Linked DNA regions of Sus scrofa: region 2 is linked to region 1. Evidence: chromatin contacts called from public HiChIP or PLAC-seq data. All regions are on one chromosome and are shown on one strand. Each heading gives the region's core, a stretch centred on a gene start, on an enhancer-like site or on the middle of the called end of the contact. The rest is flanking DNA. Distances are from core to core; before and after follow the strand shown.

Region 1 (2,848 bases), core at 181-2,680:
TTGCTGAGGTTGAGGGCGGAGGAGAGGCAACTTTGTGCTAAATACATTTGAATGTATGAGGATGAAGGAGACAGGTGCTCTATACTAATTTAAGAGTCAGACTGGACTAAGAAATATTCATCAGGGTATAGGTCTGCATACCACTCCAAATTTAAACATCTTCCTAGACAAAAATTCCATTTATCCCAGGGCAATCAGTTCACAAGCAACATATTTACTTTCCAAAATTAGTCTGCTCAGCAAGTAAACAAGCCTTTAGAGAAATCTGATTTCCCTGCAGATTACCTGACAGGATTAGCACAAAGGCCCAGTTTGTGTACTTCTGGGTTAGTTAAGCAGATAGCTCTGCTGACTGTGAAGGGTGTCACATAGCAGGGTCAGGGCAGCTTTTTCCATCCTCCTTTTTCTACTCCATCTTACTCAGTGCCAAGTCAACCTGGGAAGCTTCAGTCCAGAAGTGGCCCCCTGGGTAGCCTTGTGTATCCTGTTCTCCACAACACTGGGATACAAAGAAGCTGGAGTCAAAGTATATCCTGGTCAGGTTCTCAGGCTCCTGGCCCACATCTCTGAAAAGGGACCCAGCTGGTGGAGACAAGAGATATCAAGAAGCAGGGGGTAGGCCAGGGCTCGGTCACCAAGTCCAGGAAGGACAATGGTGTAAGGCCTTCTAGGGCCCTCGGAAGTGTAGGGCATGAGAAGGGAGGCAAGAGACACTAGGACCGGGAAACCTGGAGATTGGTATAGTGAAAGGGCTAAGAGTCTGGCCAGGCGAGGAAGGTTCTGCAGATCTGAGACGGTGATGACGGCACGCCCAGATGATTCCAGTCCTGGAGTTTAGGAAGATATGCGCTCTGGTGCATGAAGAAGGCGGGGGAAAGAATCCCACGCCCGAGCATGAAAAGGCCCTTGATCATTTGCACGCGATTCTTGGGGTGCCGCGGTCTCGATTTTCAGTGGAGCTACCCACGGCGCTCGGGCCCAGGTGGGGTGCACGAGTCAAGGGAGTCCCGGGGCGCGTCGCGCAAGGGGACAGGTCGGGCGCCAGGGGGTGTGACCGTAGACCCGGGGGCTGATCCGCATTCTCGCCCCGCGCTTCCGCCACTCCCGAGGAAATGAACAGGCGGGCGAGGGGATTCCTGCCTCTGAGACCCCCGGACTCACCTGCCTCCCTCCCCACTGGTTGGGCCCCGGACACTGCTTCCCAGAGGCGGCGCGCCCTCTCGCGGTCGAAGCGCAGCGCATCCAGCTCCCGGCCCTCCCGCTCCTCCGAGCTGTTGTATAGCTGGGCCACGCCGCTGTCCGCTGCTTCCACTGAGCCCAACGCGGGATACTCCATCTTCCCCGCAAGCTCTAACCTGCCGATAGCCGCTCAGGAACGTGGGTCTCGCGAGATGTGGGTGGGAGGGTGACTTTGCCCGGCCTACAAATCTCGCGAGGTTTGGGCACCGCAGACTACGTTACAGTGCGGGAGAGCGGCTACCTTTTCAACGCTGCTGCTCGGACATCGGAGGTTGTGAGTGGAGTTGGTCGCGGCTTCCACGGCAGCCCCCTCCCTCCGGGACAGGCTCGTGCAGTCCTTGGCTCAGGTTTCTCACATTGCTCACGGTCAGCTTTTGACACTTCTCGTTTCATACTCATGAAAGCCCTGTTATGTGGGAATATATTTGTTTCACTAGTAGGGAAACTGAGGCCCAGAACTTAAAAATGGCTTACTCAAGAGTTCGTTCCTAGTAAGTGGTAGAGCTGGTTGTCCATTTCCATGATTCGATTACTATTAATATTACATACCATTTGAGTTCCAGGTACTAACCCCCAGCCTAGTCTTCCTGCTAAACTGTACTCCAACGTAACTGTCACAAGCTGAAATTTATTCCAACCGCTGCGTCTGCTCCTTCTTCAGTCTTTCCGAGCACTCTCTCGCGCGACAATTATTTTAGCATCCTCACCGGCCCTTTCGTTTATCCCTCAGGTATTCTCCCAAAACAGCAGCGCCAGAGATCCTCTTTTATTTTATTTATTTATTTATTTTTGTCTTTTAGGGCCACACCTGCTGCATATGGAAGTTCCGGGGTTAGGGGTTGAATCAGAGCTGCAGCTGCAGCTGCTGACCTACGCCACAGCAACTCAGGATCTGAGCCGCTTGTGCGACCAACGCCGCAGCTCACAGCAACACTCGATCCTTAACCCACTGAGCGAGGCCAGGGATCAAATCCGCATCTTCATGGATCCTGATCAGGTTCTTTTTCGCTGAGCTACATGGGGAACTCTCAGAGATCCTCTTTTAACAAGCCACATGGTGGCACCCCGGCGCTGAAATTCTCCAAAACCTTCCTATCTTACTCTTTGTAAAAGTCGAAGTCCTTGGTTTAGCCAGTAAGGCCTATACAGTATGACTTCTCTTAACCTCCCTGACCTCATCTCCTGTTGTGTTAGCTTCCAGCCCCTTCATTCCTGTCCCAGTTATCCTGGCCTTTTCCCCATATAGCCTTGTGGCTCTTCTCTTTATTTCCTTCTCTGGCTGTCCTAGCTGAAATTTTGCCCCTCCACATACACTTCATATCCTCCTTTCCTGCTTTTTTTTTTTCTCCTTAACACTGACTGTTATCAGATATGGTATTGTTTTAATCTTGTTTATTGTTTCCCCACTAGAAGGCATGCCCCAGGAGAGCAGAGATTTTTGTTTATTTTGCTCTCAGCTGAATCCCCAGCATCTTGAAATAGAGCCTGAATCTTCATAGGTACATAGTATATATTTTTTCAATAGTGAAACTTTTGATATAAAGTTATTTCAAATGCTTATTGAGAATTTACTATGAGCTAGATGTTGTTTTGGGCATTGGAATACAGT
Region 2 (2,856 bases), core at 199-2,698, 150 kb after region 1:
AAGACAAAAGACAAAAATAATAATAACACAGGAGTTCCCATTGTGGCTCAGCAGTTAACCATCCTGACTAGTATGCATGAGGATGCAGGTTCAATTCCTGGCCTCACTCAGTGGGTTAAGGATCCGGTGTTGCTGTGAGCTGTGGTGTAGGTTGCAGATGCAGCTCCGATTTGGCCCCGAGCCTGGGAACTTCATATGTCGCAGGTGCGGGCCTAAAAGAAACACACCCCTCCCAAAAAAAACCAGACTGAGTGGCTTTTAAACCACAGAAAAAAACAAGAATATGACTCACTGTTCCAGAGGCTGGACGTCTGAGGTCAGGTTGCCAGCATGGTCAGATGAAGGCCCTCTTCCAGGTTGCATATCACCAACTTCTTAGATCTTTACATGGCAGAAGAGGCAATGGAACTCTCTGGGGCCTCTGATGAGGGCATGAATCCCATTCATTAGGGCTCCACCCTTATGACCTAATCACCTCCCCAAGACCCCACTTTCTTGGACACTAGGTTTTCAACATAAGAATTGGGTCAGAGGGAACAAAAATATTTAGAACATAGCAGTGGGCACAGTGATAGCCCAACATTCTGTGCATTCAAGAAGACTAGTTCAGGAGTTCCTCTCATGGCACAGTGGAAATGAATCTGACTAGGATCCATGAGGATGCAGATTTGATCCCTGGCCTCACTTGGTGGGTTAAGGATCTGGCGTTGCTGTGAGCCGTGGTGTAGGCTGGTGGCTACAGCTCTGATTCGACCCCTAGCCTGGAACCTTTATATACCATGGGTGCAGCCTTAAAAAGCAAAAAAAAAAAAAAAAAAAAAAGGCTAGTTCAGAGAAAACCAGTTTGGTGGCCAACAACACCACTGCAGCCTTGAGACTCTTCTTCCCCTTCTAGTAGAGAAGCCCCACAGTGTGAACCTATTCCCCTCGCTTGGCCTACAGACTAAAGGCTGGACTCCCACAGACTGGCTGCCACCTTGCCCATCATATATCTTCATCTACATGTATCCTCTTTGAAGTCCTTGGGGCTGTATCCCCTGGCCTACACCACAGCTCACAGCAACGCCAGATCCTTAACCCACCAAGGATCCCCATCCATGGAAGTGCTGTGCTCCATGATTTTGTATATGCTCTTTGACAATGACCACCTCTGCCAGCATACTGCCATTCTTCCTTCAGGGCTTAGTTTCATCAACTTGCCCTGCCCATTCTAGGGTAGAGTTAGTCTCTTCCTCTTGTGTTCCCACATTGCCTTGCGTTTATTTATTTATTTATTTACTGCCTTTATGCCTTTTCTAGGGCCATTTCCCACGGCATATGGAAGTTCCCAGGCTAGGGGTCTAATCAGAGCTGTAGCCACCAGCCTACGCCAGAGCCACAGCAACTCGGGATCCGAGCCAAGTCTGTGACCTACAGCACGGCTCACGGCAACGCCGGATCCTTAACCCACTGAGCAAGGCAGGGATCGAACCGCAACCTCATGCTTCCTAGTCAGATTTGTTAACCACTGCGCCACAATGGGAACTCCTGCTTTGTGTTCTTTTAGTAAGTCCTTCCACATTTTGCAGAATTGCCCTTTGGACTATTATTTCCCAGGTTAAGCTCCTCTAGCTCCTTTCCAGGGGTGAGCCACCACCTCAAAACTCAGACTCTTGAGTGTTTGTAAAGTGAGTGGAGCACCCAGCATTGCAGAGAGGATATACCAGAGTTCTTGACCCAGTTCAGGAGTGCCAACTTCCTGTGGTTGTCTTGCTTAAGATGGCCCTGCCTTACCCGGCCTCCCTTACGGCAGATTCAGAGGGAAGTGCACCTTCCTGAATTAATTGGTGTCAAGAAAGAGGGTGGGGCTTGTTAACGTTATAACTCATATCGCTCGTGAGTTTCACTTTTGACTGCATACCAGTTCAGTGGGACACCTCATATTGAGAGAAAAGCCCAGATCCAAGGAGAGTGACCAACTGGTGTTTCTCCCAGGTAAGAGCCTCCTCTGATTCCTGCCTGTCTCCGCTCCAGCCCCTTGCCCTCATCTCTCCCGCTTAGTCCATCCTGGATGAGTGGAGGCTGAAAAAACTAAGCTGGCTGGTCCTCCATTGGTGGTTCCCATCCTTGGCAGAGTGCCCTGGTATACCTTTCAGAAGGAAGGGTCATTCTATGTAGCTGACTGAGCTGAATTAAGCCAAGAGGCCACAGTATTCAAATGTGTAGACCTGGGCTGAGTTCTGAGGATCTAGTGATATGAGATGTCCCTCCTCAAGGGCGCTCTTAGTTGGAAGAGACAGACATGAATACACTTATGGGGAGTGTAAGCCCTAGGGTTACATGAAGGAAGCTTCACAGTCTCTGGCTTGTAGAAGTGCTGAATAAAAGTCAAATAGAAGGAGGGAATGAATAAAAGAGTGAATGAATGATTGAGCTAGCTGGGCTTGGAAAAGAGTGAAATCTCACTATGCGTGTAGCCCTTGGCCCTTTTCATAAGTAATTGGCTCAGTTACCCTATTTTATTCTCAAAACAGACCTCTACCATATGTGGAACATATGTTTGACAGATATGGAAACTGAGTGTAGGTATATGTGACTTTGGGGGGATTTGTTAGAAACTGATTTCTCGGTTCTCTGAATAAGAAAAAAAAACTCCCCACCTCTCAGTTTTTCAAAGCTATATTAGCACCTACTTATGCTAAGCCCTGTGCTGGGCATTGAAGAAGCAGAGATGACTCAGACACAGCAATTCCAGGGAAGGCTGTGAACGAAGGCTGAACAGCAGGAGACAGGATGAAGCTCAGAGTCAATATGGCTGGAGTATGGAAGAGTGTGGCAAGAGAGGAAGCTTGAGTTGAAGACAATGTGAGGGGCCTG

What was found. HiChIP or PLAC-seq counts read pairs in DNA pulled down with a chosen protein or histone mark.
Region 2: an H3K27ac HiChIP or PLAC-seq map of alveolar macrophages shows a contact between it and region 1. The contact joins the promoter of HK3 here to the promoter of UIMC1 in region 1. A contact is called at or near these places in 2 of 47 Hi-C or Micro-C datasets (embryonic fibroblasts and epiblast stem cells) and 1 of 2 datasets of contacts at active chromatin or transcription factors (alveolar macrophages).

What each region holds. Positions count from the first base shown.
Region 1 is chr2:80,894,201-80,897,048 of Sscrofa11.1, forward strand. It overlaps UIMC1 (ubiquitin interaction motif containing 1), which reads left to right and starts at 1,431. Exons shown (of 15, transcript NM_001097447.2): 1 at 1,431-1,605. ZNF346 (zinc finger protein 346) reads right to left here and starts at 1,377. Exons shown (of 7, transcript NM_001244480.1): 1 at 1,162-1,377. The coding sequence starts at 1,336.
Region 2 is chr2:81,040,953-81,043,808 of Sscrofa11.1, forward strand. It overlaps HK3 (hexokinase-3), which reads left to right and starts at 1,449. Exons shown (of 18, transcript XM_021084411.1): 1 at 1,449-1,974.